Linked DNA regions of Mus musculus: region 1 is linked to region 2. A link is a contact called in public Hi-C data. All regions are on one chromosome and are shown on one strand. The core of a region is the stretch at or near the end of the contact, and the rest is flanking DNA. Distances in the headings are between cores, read along the strand shown. Region 1 overlaps Alpk3 (alpha-kinase 3). Region 2 overlaps Gm32178 (a long non-coding RNA gene).

Region 1 (7,017 bases), core at 2,056-4,555, 110 kb before region 2:
TGAGGCCCCAGTTCCATGACCTCGCAGATGTATGTCAGCAAGCCACGCTCTTCGTCTTCCCCGTTCTCTGGAGCAGGCTCCCCATTGGTGGGCGCCTCTCCAGGAGCAAAACTGTTGATCAAACCCAACCCCGGGTGCTGAGCAGACTCAGTCTCTCCTTCCTGCCAAGCCGCTGAGGAGCCTTCCTCCATTTCCCTGACTGGCGTGGAGAGGACAGCCTCTTCGACTCCACTCAGTCGGCGCTTTCTTTGGAAGCGGTCGGGGCTGATCTTGCGAAGAAGCGTGTCAGCCTCCCCTGAAGCCTCTTTTCCATGCTTCCAGCTCTGCTCAATCTCCCTCATCTTGGCTGCAGCCTTGCGCTTCAACTTGGCGAACCAGCGCTGGTGAATCTTGTACTCCGTCATAGTGCCCACCTCTAGGACCCCTGAGCAGGACACGATGCCCTTGGTGTTCCGGGCAGAGGCTTGGTAGATGGCAGCATCTTCTTCCTGACACCTAGAGGTAGGAGCATGAGGCGCCATCTCTCCCCGCTCCTCCCCACAGCCAGAGTCTCTGGCATTGACCACCGGCTCCCTCCCAATCCAAGTCGTGCCCTACTTTAGGCGTCATGAATTTCCTCAGCTACAACGGAGGAAACTGAGGCCACAAGAGGACAGCTGACCAAGGTCATGCTGTCCCAGGAGGGATTAGACTCGGGGCCCAGAAGAGCTCCCTTCAGAAGCAGGTGACCAACACAGCCCTGAGAGTAGTAATGACGGCACTGTTGCTTTTCCTGGCTGCTGACCTCATGGAAAAGGTTTCTGAGGGTCAGGGCCTCCTCTGGTTGCACTCACTTGTGGCTGTCAGAAGCACGTCTGCCCTGGCCTGGGGAGATCCCAGACACTGGCAGAAAGCACAGTTCACCAGGTAGATCAACTCAGTAGTAGAGCCCTGCCCTCTAACTCCAGAGAGTGCCTGGGCGTTTCCACCCAGCTGACTCCAGGTCTGATGGCAGGATCCAGCGCAGGGCCCTCGGGAGGGCAGAGAGCCATGCCGGCCCCTCTCCCTCACCTGTACAGCTGCAGGGTGTGACGGTTGCCTTGATGAGTGATCTCGTATTTTGGCAAGCCACAGTAACGGTCCAGTTCTATGTCATCCTTGTACCAGGTCACCTCTGGCTCTGGGTATCCTGACAAGGAAGCAAGAGATTGAATAATAGTAGGTGAGATCCAAAGTAGTGGGAGGAGACGCAGAGGCAAGGGCTTCGAGCTGTCTGAAGAGACTGGACGGTTCCAGTGCCCCGGGCCCTCCGGAGGCACTGTCCCTGTCACTCAGCTCAGCTTCAGAAAGTAGGATCTGTCAAAGCAGAAAGCATTCTCCCCTCTGACTGAAAGGATGAGAACTAGGGGGAAGAGACTTCTTAGCTTTCAACTAGAAGAGAGATCTTTTATTTATTCACTTATTTGTTTATTTATTCATTTATTGGTCTCTTTGAAACTGGGTTTCTCTGTGTAGCCCTGGCTATCCTGGAACTCACTCTGTAGACCAGGCTGGCTTCAAATTCACAGGGATCCACCTGCCTCTGCCTCCAGAGTGCTGAGATTAAAGGCACATGACACCATCACTTGGCTTATTATTATTATTATTAAGACAGGGTCTTTCTATATAGGCCTTGCTGTCCTGGAACCATGTAGACTAGGCTGGCCTTGAACTCACAGAGCCCTGCCTGCCTCTGCCTCTGAGTGCTGGGATAGAGATGTGCGCCACTGCACCTGAGCCTGCAGAAGCCGTCTGTGGAGCTTTTTATGCCTTGTCTTCCATCTCTACTCCTGTTTCCTCTGCTACACTTGAACTGTCCGTCGAAGTCAACTGTGACGTGCACATTGCTAAATCGCTCGTTGATCCTTAGGCCTGACTGCCTACTTCCTAGACTGGCTTTAGCTGCTCAAGGAGCAGCAAGGACCCCCTGCTGTTGCAACCTCTAGTCCAGCCCTCTCCTCTCAACTCCAGACTGTACATTGACTTCATATCTGCACTTGACGGCCTAGCAGGCCACAGGTGTGACCCATCCGACTCCTTATCCGTATCCCAAGCCTATTCACACACAGCTCAGTAAGGGGACAACCCATCCCCCAGTGTGGCTCAGGCCACAGCCCCGAGTCCTCCTTTTTCCTTTCTTCTCACACTCACCCTGTCAGATAGTCCTACAGGCTCACCCTTGGGAGCAGACCCAGGATCTGACCATTTCCTGTCACATCCTAGTCCCCACCACTTTCATGCCCCACTTGGGTCCCAGGGAGACCTTCCTTGATGGCCTCGCTGCCCCTGTCGTGGCCTCTCTTCAATTGGAAACGCCACAAGCAGAGTGTGACTTCAGATCCATCTACTCTCAGCCACACTCAGAGCACCCCAGGAGCCCCACCTCACACAGGCACACACAGTCTGCACCCTGTCGCTGTGGCAGTGACCTGATCTCATCTCCCTCTCCCATTTGTGAGCCGCACCCCCGCCTCAGTCTTGCTGGCTCACACTAACAGCCCAGGAGGCCACATCCTGCGCCACTCTGCTTCCTGTCTAACTCCTCACAGAGGCCTTCCAACAGCCTGTGCGAGCCTGTGGCTCTCTCCCCTCAGCCTTGCTGTCCTCCCTCGTCTTGCATCTTTCTTCCTAGAGCACACTGCCATGAGACACACTGAGCTTGTTAATTTGTGTGTGTCCTGTCTGTCACAGTGTGCCCATCACAGAATATCGAATATTGGCTTCGTGACAGCGGGGACTTATCTGTGTTCGTCAATGCTGCATCCCCAGTTCCTAGAATAGTGCCTGGTAATGCAATCCACAATAAGTAAATATTTACCAATGAATACATCAACTGTATGGAGAACTATGGTCCAGAGAAAGAAGCGAGCTCCTTGGCTGGGGATTTGGTCTTGGATCAAGTAATACTGAAGGCATGGGTGCATACCCCCAGTCACCAGCCCCTCCCCTTCCCGCCACTAATCACACCTTAGCTTAGCTCCTTGGCCATCTCTCCTACTAGACCCAAGACTCAAGTGGGCAGGAGCCATCCTGTGTTCACTACCGTATCTCTATCGCCTGCACCAGTGCCTGCATAGCGGTTCCTCCATAACCCCCTGTCAGAGGAGCAAGCAAAGGAGTAAGGAACAGGAAACAAACCCACGGGAGCCCCATCCGAGGCATATGAGGAAGGGCAAAGGGCAAGCAAGGGAAGTCGAACATCAGCGGGGAGCAGGGGAGGCAGGGCTACAGCCGGCTGGGCCAGGAACAAACTGGGCTGTGCTGGCTGTAAACTGAGCCCTGTGTTTCCACTGTGCGCTAAAGCCCTGGGTTACATCACTGTGCGTGTGGCTAGGGCAAGCACAGGTGCTCTCACCATCTTGTGGGATGATCTCACCCACCAGGGCCTTGGAGTCTTCTGCCTCATGACCTGCCCGGGAGGGACATCCTCAGCCTGCAGTCCAAGAGAGGCTGGAGTGGGGCAAAGGCCTGGGACAAGGAGGGGAACAGGGAGTGGCCTACACAGCTGAGCCTGAGCCACAGGAACACCCCATAATTCTGCCAATAATGGGGATCAGGGCTTCATAGCAAGAGTGGCTTTGAAGCTGGGCGGTGGTGGTGCACGCCTTTAATTCCAGCACTTGGGAGGCAGAGGCAGGCTGATTTCTGAGTTCAAGGACAGCCTGGTCTACAAAGTGAGTTCCAGGACAGCCAGGGCTGCACAGAGAAACCCTGTCTTGAAAAACAAAACAAAACAAAACAAAACAAAACAAAACAAAACAAATGGCTTTGAAAACAAGATTATTTGTAACGTGCTGGTTACTTCCTGGGTGATGGTTACTATGTTATATAAATACACAAAAGCTCAAGAGGATTATGTCCTTAACTCAGCTCCACACATACTTCCATGCATGGTACACATATGCAAACACACACGCAAACAGAGGGAGAGGGAGAGGGAGAGGGAGAGGGAGAGGGAGAGGGAGAGGGAGAGGGAGAGGGAGAGGGAGAGGGAGAGGGAGAGGGAGAGGGAAAGGGAGGGAGAGGGAGGGAGGGAGGGAGGGGAAAAGAGAGAGAGAGAGAGAGAATGAACTCTGGGAGAGTTCAAAATAGAACCTGAGCCTGTAGCTTTCCCCTGCCCCTTCACAGCCTATGGTCTGCTGCACAGCTAGCAGGCTCACCTAGGGAACCCAACTTGGACACCCACTGTCTTTTCCAGTCACTCCTAATTTAAAGAAACTCAGAGTCAGACAAATAGGAGTTTAGAGTTTTAAGAGAACTAACTGTCAGATATGGAATTTTCCCTGGTTCCTCTGAACTCAAATTGCTCACATTTATTGAGGAAGACTTAACTGTGTGCCAGAAGCCAAGAGACAGTCCTCACGCATGTCCCATCTACTCTCAGATCAGAATGCTCCTAAGGATGTAGTCACAATCCCCAGTACAAGACATCGAGACCCACACCCAAGGTTTAGAGCTCTTGCTGCACTTGCAGAAGCCTGGAGTTCAGTTCCCAGACCCCACGCAGTCCTGCAAAACCACCTGAAACTCCAGTTCCAGAGACTCTGGCGCCCTCTTCAGGCCTCCTAGGGCGCTGCTACACACATGCTATACATAATATTCTGGAGCATACATGCATTAAAACAGTTAAAGGCTTTTTTAAGTAAGGGAAATGAAAAGGAAATTAAGGCTCATGAGTTAAGACTTCTACAAAAGTCACCAGTGAGGAAGCAGAAGGGCCCAGACTCCAATCCCTCTCTGCTATGCAGTGAGCGCTGTGATTCCTGCTTCACACAGGAGAAAAGCAAGCCCCACCGGAGCTAAGGGAATTACTACCCAGGGCTACATGGCTGTCAAATGACATAGAAACTTCCCTTCTCTAGCATTCTTCCCAATGAGGACTCTAGGGCCAGTGTATAACATTTTGCACCTAAAAGTCCTCATATTAGACTTATTTGCCCAAAATAGGATTCTTTCTCTTTTCTTTCTTTCTTTCATTCAATAAATGTGGTTCTTATCACAGATTAGGTCCCTGGCTTCAACCTACCTACCTCTGATGTTTTCTTCTTCTGCCTTAGCATGTGAATAAGCACATACGTGCACATACACACCCCAATACAGAATGCACCCCAGAACTGAAGAGAGTAGATGGGGAGGCCACCACACTGGGCAGAGATGAGCAGTCTCAGACAGTAACATTCCAGCCTAAAGAGGCCTGCAGGAGCCAGGAGTCAGATGGCCCAGCCACTGTCTGTCCCCACAGTGAGTGAAAGAATGCTGTAGGTCTTGTGTTCCTGCTCCAGGTCCGCAGGGGTTTCCCTCCCAGAACAGCCAGTTCCCTGTTCTCCTGCTACAGCTAAATCTTCCTCCCCGAGACAAAGTTCCAACCATAAGGAAAACATCATCTTCGCCTGGCAAGGTCCCAGAGTCGGGGCTGACACATCCTACCTCTGTTGGGGGAGGGAATGCTTCTCCCAGGGAGGAAGAACAACTGCCTCCGCTAAGACAAGCAGAGACAGCAGCAGCCTTACACAAAGGCCAGTCTCAGCCACTGATCAGCCAAGAACACCTCTAGACTGAGATCGAATGTCTAACGCTGTCTCCCCAGTTCCTGGCACCCTCCTGTTTCCCTTCCCCCTTTCCCACAACCCACTCTTGGTGATACCATGGTGACCTCTTTCTAATCTGCTACAGAAAACTGAATGAACTCAGATCTGGGATCCATGTGGGATGAGGAGGGAACAACAGCGACTGGAGATGTGGATATTGTGGCTGCCCAGAGCCCTGACAACTGCACAGACTCAATTGGTAGGTGCGCCTCAGTAGGAGACCATGGCTGGGCATCATGAGATACAGGGATAAGACAAAGAAACAAACAAACAACAACAACAACGTTGCTCCTGAAGTCCATGACATGGATTTGCTGGTGAAGGTGCTTCCTACCCAAGCCTGCAACCCAAGTCCCATCCCTGGGACCCACATGATGGAAGGACAGAACCAACTCCCAAATCATTCTCTGACATTCACACTATGGCATGTGGCACAAACACACACACATACATACATTTAAAAATAGTTATTCCTTTGGGCTCAGGGTTTTAAAACACTTGCTGTGTGAGCCTAATGACCTGAGCTCAAACCCTAGCATCCAGGATGGAAGGCGAGAACTGACTCCTGAAAGTTGTCCTCTGACCGCCACACATGTGCTTCAGTATGTCTGCCCCCATGCTCACATACATATCACACACATACATGTACTGCCTGGTTTTATGTGCCAACTTGACACAAGCTGGAGTTATCACAGAGAAAGAAACCTCCCTTGAGGAAATGCCTCCATGAGACCCAGATGTAAGGCATTTTCTCAATTAGTGATCAAAGTGTGAGTGGTGCCATCCCTGGGCTGGTAGGCGTGGGTTTTATAAGAAAGCAAGCTGAGCAAGCCAGGGGAAGCAAGCCAGTAAGTAACATCCCTCCATGGCCTCTGCATCAACTCCTACCTCCAAGTTCCTGCCCTGTGTGAGTTCCTGTCCTGACTTCCTTTGGTGATGAACAACAATGTGGAAGTGTAAGCTGAGTAAATCCTTTCCTCCCCAACTTGCTTCTTGGTCATGATGTTTTGTGCAGGAATAGAAACCATGACTAAGATAATACACATACACACACACATACCATATATACCATACACACATATCATACACACATGCACACATACATACACATGCACACACATATCATACACACATCATGCCACATACATGCATGCACACATACATACCATACACACAGATACACACACATAGCACAGTACACATATCACACACACACCACAGTACACACATATCACACACACTAAGAATAATAATTCCTCAATTGCTTCTTTGGGTTGAGCTTGAGGCGGAAAAGACTCCCATGGGGAGATTGAGAGCATTCAATAAAACGTCCCAAGATTCTGTACACCAAACTGGAGTCTGGCAAGTCCACACTGATTCTGAGAAACCATGGCGCCCCATGCCTGCTTTC
Region 2 (6,310 bases), core at 1,651-4,150:
GATGGCTCAGCAGTTAAGAGCACTGACTGCTCTTCTGGAGGTCCTGAGTTCAAATTCCAGCAACCAGATGGTGGCTCACAACCATCTGTAATGAGATCTGATGCCCTCTTCTGGTGTTTCTGAAGACAGCTACAGTACATATAATAAATAAATAAATCTTTTCAAAAAATAGCAGAAAAATAGACAAGTGTAGCTCAGGGGAAGAGGATTTGCCTACCAAGCCCACAGCCCTAAAATGAATCCTTGGTGCTGGGACAGGGAAGGCAGGGAAGTAGTATATATTCTATAATGTACCCATCTGTCATCCACTGCAGAGTTTTACTAGGCTGATGTCTAAAAAATCACCAAGCTTCTAGTCTCTTCTCTAAGGGTCAATTAATTAACAACTGAAACTGAAGGCTGTTATTTTGAGTTCAAGTATCTATTTTGGTAGTCATTTAGAGTTTAGTAATCCTGCCAGGTGACAGTGATGCAGGCCTTCCATCCCAGCACTCTGGAGGCAGAGGAGAGCATTTCTCTGTGAATTCTAGGCAAGTGTGGCCCACCGAGTTCCAAGACAGTCAGAGTTCCAGGACAATCAGTGCTACATAGAGAAACTTTGTCTGGGGGTGTTGTGTGTGGGGGGGGGCACCTGTGAGGAGTTGGGTAATCCTAAGAAACATGCAATAAAATATTTGAGTAAGTCTTAAGGAACTTACACTTGTCAGACTTGGTGGGGCACACCTTTAATAGCAGTATTCAGGAGGCAGATCTCTGTGAGTTAAGGGCAGCCAAGGCCAAAGAGTGACACTCTTTCTTAGGTAGAAAGACAGGACAGATAATTAAAACCCAAAGAAAACCAAACACAGTGGCCAATGGCAGAGATTCAGCACTTAGGAGGCAGGAGGATCAGGAGATTAAGGCCAGCCTCATCTATATAGAGAATTTGTAATCAGCCTGGGCCACATGAGAATCTATTTTTTAAAACAAAACAGACAAACAAACAATTTCAAGGAATCCAACAGACACTCACATAGTCACATATACTCATCAGGCAAAACATTCATACCCACAAAACTGAATAAAATTTAAAAGTCCAAAGAGAAGAAAGGATGGCTTAGTGGGAAGTTAAGCAATCTCAAACAAGGCCAGACATGGGGGCACATGTCTGAAATCCTAGCACTTGGGAAATGGAGGCAAGAGAATCACCAAGAATTCACCAAGAATCACCAAGCCTATTCTATGCAGAGAATTCCAAGCCAGCCTGGTCTACAAAGTGAGACCCTGTCTCAGAGAAGCACGAGGAGAATTCTCACATTTATAACCATTCTATAGAAATCCCACAAAGTTTGCTGAATAATCAAAGTTCTCAGACTGTGTTTTTTAAATGAGCTTTTGGTGTGTGTGTTTGTTGGGGAGGTAAAGCCCAGCGATAGAACGTTAAATCCCTATTTCTGAAGACACCATGCCCTCTGGACACTGTAGGCTTATATTTTTTAAAAACCTATTTTCAATAAGGGTTCCTAAATGCTTTAACCTCCCTTCTGGCCCACCACCCACCAGAGGTCATGGAAAGGAGAGGTTAATAGAGCAAAGGAGGATGTGGACTTGTTTGGAAAAAGTTCTTTGGAGCAAATCGAATCTGCGTTGTCAGGACATCAGCAGTTCAGTTTACATGAATCAGCAGCAGCAGCTCTTGCAAACACCATTCATGGATCAGCCACCACAGGTCGATCCAGAAGAAGCGAGAGGCTCCGCTGTTTGATGTTTAGAAGTAGTTCCTGAGGGGTGATTCTGATCTCCATTTGTCAGGATACCAGCGGTCCAATTTAGTAGTGTTAGGATAGCAAACACGAGTCAGCAGTATTAGCTAAATCCAGCAGAAACAGCCAGGCCTCTGCCAAATCGGCATGAGTCAGCAGAAGCAACCAAGACCAGTAGAGACACCAGAAGTTCTCTGCCATGCCTCTCTCGATGAGGTGAAGATCAGCAAAGACTAAGATGAGCATTGTAAAGCTAGCCATATAAGCTCCTTGTCACTCTCCCTTGAGTTCTGTTTATATTCCCTCCAAACATGTGTCCTCCTATGGGTCTTGACTCAGCAAAACACTACATAAGTGTCTTGGTAAAACACAGCATGAGTCTGATTCAGAAACTTCCACCTACTTTGTCAATTAGCCCAAGTGTGAGGAAGCAGCAAGAAGCTGCCAGAACACCACCAGAAGTATTGTGGTGTGTTTCTCTCTATGAAGTCATGACAAATGATGACCAGTAAAGAATGGTAGGCATACCAGTACCACCTGGCATCATCACTGTCTGTTGGGTTATATATATATATATATATATATATATATATATATATATATATATATCTTCTTAATATCATGCATCCTTTCACATGTTTACTTTAGCAAAACATCCTTCCACTTATAACTTATATCTGCTTCAGGAAAAATTCTTTCACTTGTCTTCTTTAGCAAAACGCCCTTTCATCTGTGTGCCTCAACAAAACATAATTTGACATAATTGACTTTCCAAAAAAAAAAAAAAATAGAAGTTTCTACTTCAGGACACAGAGCCCTGTCTTAGTCAGAGTTTGTATTCTTGCACAAAACATCATGACCAAGAAGCAAGTCGGGGAGGAAAGGGTTTATTCAGCTTACACTTCCACATTGTGACTCATCACCAAAGGAAGTCAGGACAGGAACTCACACAGGGCAGGAACTTGGAGGCAGGAGCTGATGAGGAGGCCATGAAGGAGTGCTGCTTAGTGGCTTGCTTCCCTGGCTTGCTAGCTTTCTTATAGGACCCAGGACTACCAGACCAGGGATGGCACCACCCACAATGGGCCGGGCCCTCCCCCTTGATCACTAATTGAGAAAATGCCTTACATCTGGGTCTCATGGAGACATTTCCTCAAGGGAGGCTCCTTTCTCTGTGATAACTCCAACTTGTGTCAAGTTGACACACAAAACTAGCCAGCACAGGCCCCAAGCAGGATTTGACTTGAAAGCTCCCTCCCTCAGGAGTAACTTTGATGGTATAGAATATACCACGCAAGCTTCCAAAGGAGGGAAGCAACCAACAGTCCTATCCAGTTACTATACCCCTGAACCACAACAGTGACCACCATGGGACAGTAACAGTAAGAATGAAGTAGTGGCACACATACCTTAGTGGTAACTAATGGCTCTCTAATTGGATTTATGACCTACAAGAGGGAAGTCACAAGTGCTACTAGAAACCTTGCCAACTACCCAGGGTTTATGAAGTCATGCATCTTAGAGAACCTACAACCACCACTTGACTAAAAAAGCCTAATCTCCAACTATTTCTAAGTATTTGTCTTCATATCCACAGCTAAGCGTAGTCCTCATCCCTCACTTCTCTTTGTAATACACAGGGACCTTTACAGAAAACTCTAACTGATCACAATGCAGAGCTGTGGAGCCCCAGGCCCAACAGACAGCTACAGCTATATCCCAACTTCTCACCTGAGGATCAAGGATCACTGTGGCACAGGGGAGAGAAGAGCCAGAGGATCAGGAAGTCTGCTGTAAGATTGTGTCAGAATCTACACCTATGAAGCCTCACTTGCTTGACTGCCTGAGCCTGAGGTGAACAATACAGATGCTAATGTGAATGGGGTAAAGCTCAAGAGGCCCCGTGATTGCTAATGACCATATCTTTGAATGTGGTTGCATTAAGAAATTCAAAACTAGGGCTGGAGAGATGGCTCAGCAGTTAAGAGCACTGATTGCTCTTCCAGAGGTCCTGAGTTTAATCCCCAGCAACCATGAGGTGGCTCACAACCATCTGTAATGGAATCCGTTGCCCTCTTCTGGTGTGTCTGAAGACAGCTACGTGAAAGAAAGAAAGAGGCCCATTAGTCCTGCAAACTTTATATGCCTCAGTACAGGGGAACGACAGGGCCAAGAAGTGGGAGTGGGTGGGTAGGGGGAGTGGGTGGGGGAGCATATGGGGGACTTTTGGGATAGCATTGGAAATGTAAATGAAATAAATACCCAATGGAAAAAAATAAATTAAGAAAGAAAGAAAGAAAGAAAGAAAGAAAGAAAGAGAGAAAGAAAGAAAGAAAGGAAGGAAGGAAGAGAGAGAGAGAAAGAAAGAAAGATAGATACATAAATAGCTGGGCAGTGGTGGCTCAAGCCTTTAATCTCAGCCCTCAGGAGGCAGAGGCAGGCGGATTTCAAGGCCAGCCTGGTCTACACAGTGAATTCCAAGACAGCCAGGTCTCCCCAGATAAACTCTTGTCTTGAAAAGCCAAAACCCAAACCAAAACAGAAACAAAAACAAAAACAACAACAACAACAACAAAAATGTGTTTAAATAAAACATTTAAAAAAAAATTCATAGGCTGGGCAGTGGTGGCACATGCCTTTAATCCCAGCACTTGGGAGGCAGAGGCAGGCAGATTTCTGAGTTCGAGGCCAGCCTGGTCTAAGAGTGAGTTCCAGGACAGCTAGGGCTACACAGAGAAACCCTGTCTCGAAAAACCAAAAAAAAAAAAACCAAAAAAAAAAAAAAAAAAAAAAAAGAAAAGAAAAGAAAGAAAGAAATTCATAATCAGATTTCCTATCATATTTCCAGTGGTGACTCAAACAGCAATCAATTCCTATAAGATACCTAAAGCCAACTAGAGGAACATCAGGAGCCAGGAGCCAGCCCTCTGCTGCCGCTAGATTAAAGGGCTCAAAAGGAGGTCTGGGCCCCAGTTAAATGTAGCAGAGAGGGTATCCTTGGCTTCTATTCTACCTATAGGCCTTCTTCATTCACACTGAGAACTCCTTCACTTTCTTTCTTCAACAAGCAGTATGGCCCAGCAGGAGACTAGTGTGACCCTAACCCTTCCATTACCATACACACACACACACACACACACACACACACACACACACACACATGCCCTGCAGATCCAGAAGCCAGCTGCTTCCTTATTCCAGCTGCCTTTGCAGCTGTCTAGGACTTTTTAAAGAAAGCTCTTCAAAAATCTTCCAGGAAGATCTGAGTGACTCCAGTAATCCCTCTGCATAGAAGTCTGAGGGAATGAGCTATCTCGCTGACACCACATGCTACACAAAGCTGCTTTTATATCATCTCTGGTTTCATCGTCCCCCAAATGGGTTCTGTCTCTGGAGACCCTTGGCTTGACCTTAAGGAGGTCGGCTCTCCCCAGAATATCCAAGAGATCCTTTTAGGAGACATTAGGAGTCAGAGCATGCTGTGAAGTGCCTGACTGCTTCTTCTTTGAACTCCATTGGGAAGGCCACAGAGACACTGGCAAGATTATTGTTATGTGCATAAATGTACGTTGGTAATTTTTTGAAGATGTATTTTGTTTTTATGTAGGTGCGTGCTCACTCTCACGCACACATAAGCCAGAAGAGAGGGCGGGTTCTTCGGACCTCTGTGAGTTGTCTGATGTCGGTGCTGGGATCTGAACTCCAGCTCTCAGGATGGAGCAGCAAGTGGGCGTCTGAGCCATCTTTCTGGCCCCACGTTTATTTCTTATGTATTTGTTTATTGTGTATCTACTCTGGGACGGAATCTGGGGCTGCAAGCTTGCCAAGCATGCGCTCTGTGGTTGAGCTGCTCACACACACAAGCACAGAGTAATTTTAATAGAGGCGGGGTTTTGCATTGGTTAGTTCTTCTCAGAGACCAGGTCTTTCTTTCTACTCCTCCCTGGGCTGGCACTTGCTGACCTTGAGACTGGATTCTCCCAAGTATTGGGATAATGGAGCTGAGCCACTAAGCCCTATTAATGGTTCTTTTGTTGTTTTGTTTTTCTAGGCAGGGTGTCTCTGTGCAGCCCCGGCTGTCCTAGAACTCACTCTGTAGACCAGGCTGACCTCGAACTCAAAGGTCTGCCTGCCTCTGCTCCCAAGTGCTGGGATTAAAGGCGTGAGCCACTACCACCCTGCTCAATGAGTTCGTTTTTTATCCCCACTTTACACACTAGAAAATGACGATAAAAAAGAGATAAATGGCCTGGGGTTGGGATCAATTTTAGGAGGAGTTGGATGGAGGTAGTGGGGGATGGATATGATATATATATATATGCAAAACATTCAAAAAGCAAATAAAAATATACTTTAAAAAAAGCCAGATAAATGATTGCCTCAAGGTAATCTGTGGTTCAAAGCTGTCTTAGTCAGGGTTTCTATTCCTGCACAAACATCAGGACCAACAAACATGTTGGGGAGGAAAGGGTTTTATTTGGCTTACACTTCCATACTGCTGTTCATCACCAAGGAAGCCAGGACTGGAACTCAAGCAGGTCAGGAAGCAGGAGCTGATGCAGAGGCCA

The links. Hi-C and Micro-C count contacts between places; a contact is called where the count stands out from the background.
Region 1: a contact with region 2 is called in a Hi-C map of bone marrow-derived macrophages, with 33 read pairs. The contact joins two enhancer-like sites. A contact is called at or near these places in 4 of 39 promoter capture datasets (embryonic stem cells, pre-B cells, stem cell-derived epiblast-like cells and 1 more), 2 of 15 datasets of contacts at CTCF or cohesin (large pre-B cells and pro-B cells), 6 of 484 Hi-C or Micro-C datasets (the G1E-ER4 cell line, the HL-1 cell line, bone marrow-derived macrophages and 3 more) and 5 of 115 datasets of contacts at active chromatin or transcription factors (all in embryonic stem cells).

Annotation. Positions count from the first base shown.
Region 1 is chr7:81,071,024-81,078,040 of GRCm38.p6, reverse strand. Alpk3 (alpha-kinase 3) reads right to left here. Exons shown (of 14, transcript NM_054085.2): 4 at 1,051-1,168; 5 at 1-495. Among named protein-coding and RNA genes, the nearest start is that of Alpk3, 17 kb to the right of the region's middle. Within about 2 kb of position 3,305, at least 102 of the 459 cell types and tissues checked have an H3K27ac peak or open chromatin away from gene starts, as enhancers often do. A contact at or near this core is called in bone marrow-derived macrophages, where this site is marked.
Region 2 is chr7:80,962,406-80,968,715 of GRCm38.p6, reverse strand. It overlaps Gm32178 (a long non-coding RNA gene), which reads left to right. Exons shown (of 4, transcript XR_003946655.1): 3 at 3,383-3,596. Among named protein-coding and RNA genes, the nearest start is that of Gm32178, 16 kb to the left of the region's middle. Within about 2 kb of position 2,900, at least 3 of the 459 cell types and tissues checked have an H3K27ac peak or open chromatin away from gene starts, as enhancers often do. A contact at or near this core is called in bone marrow-derived macrophages, where this site is marked.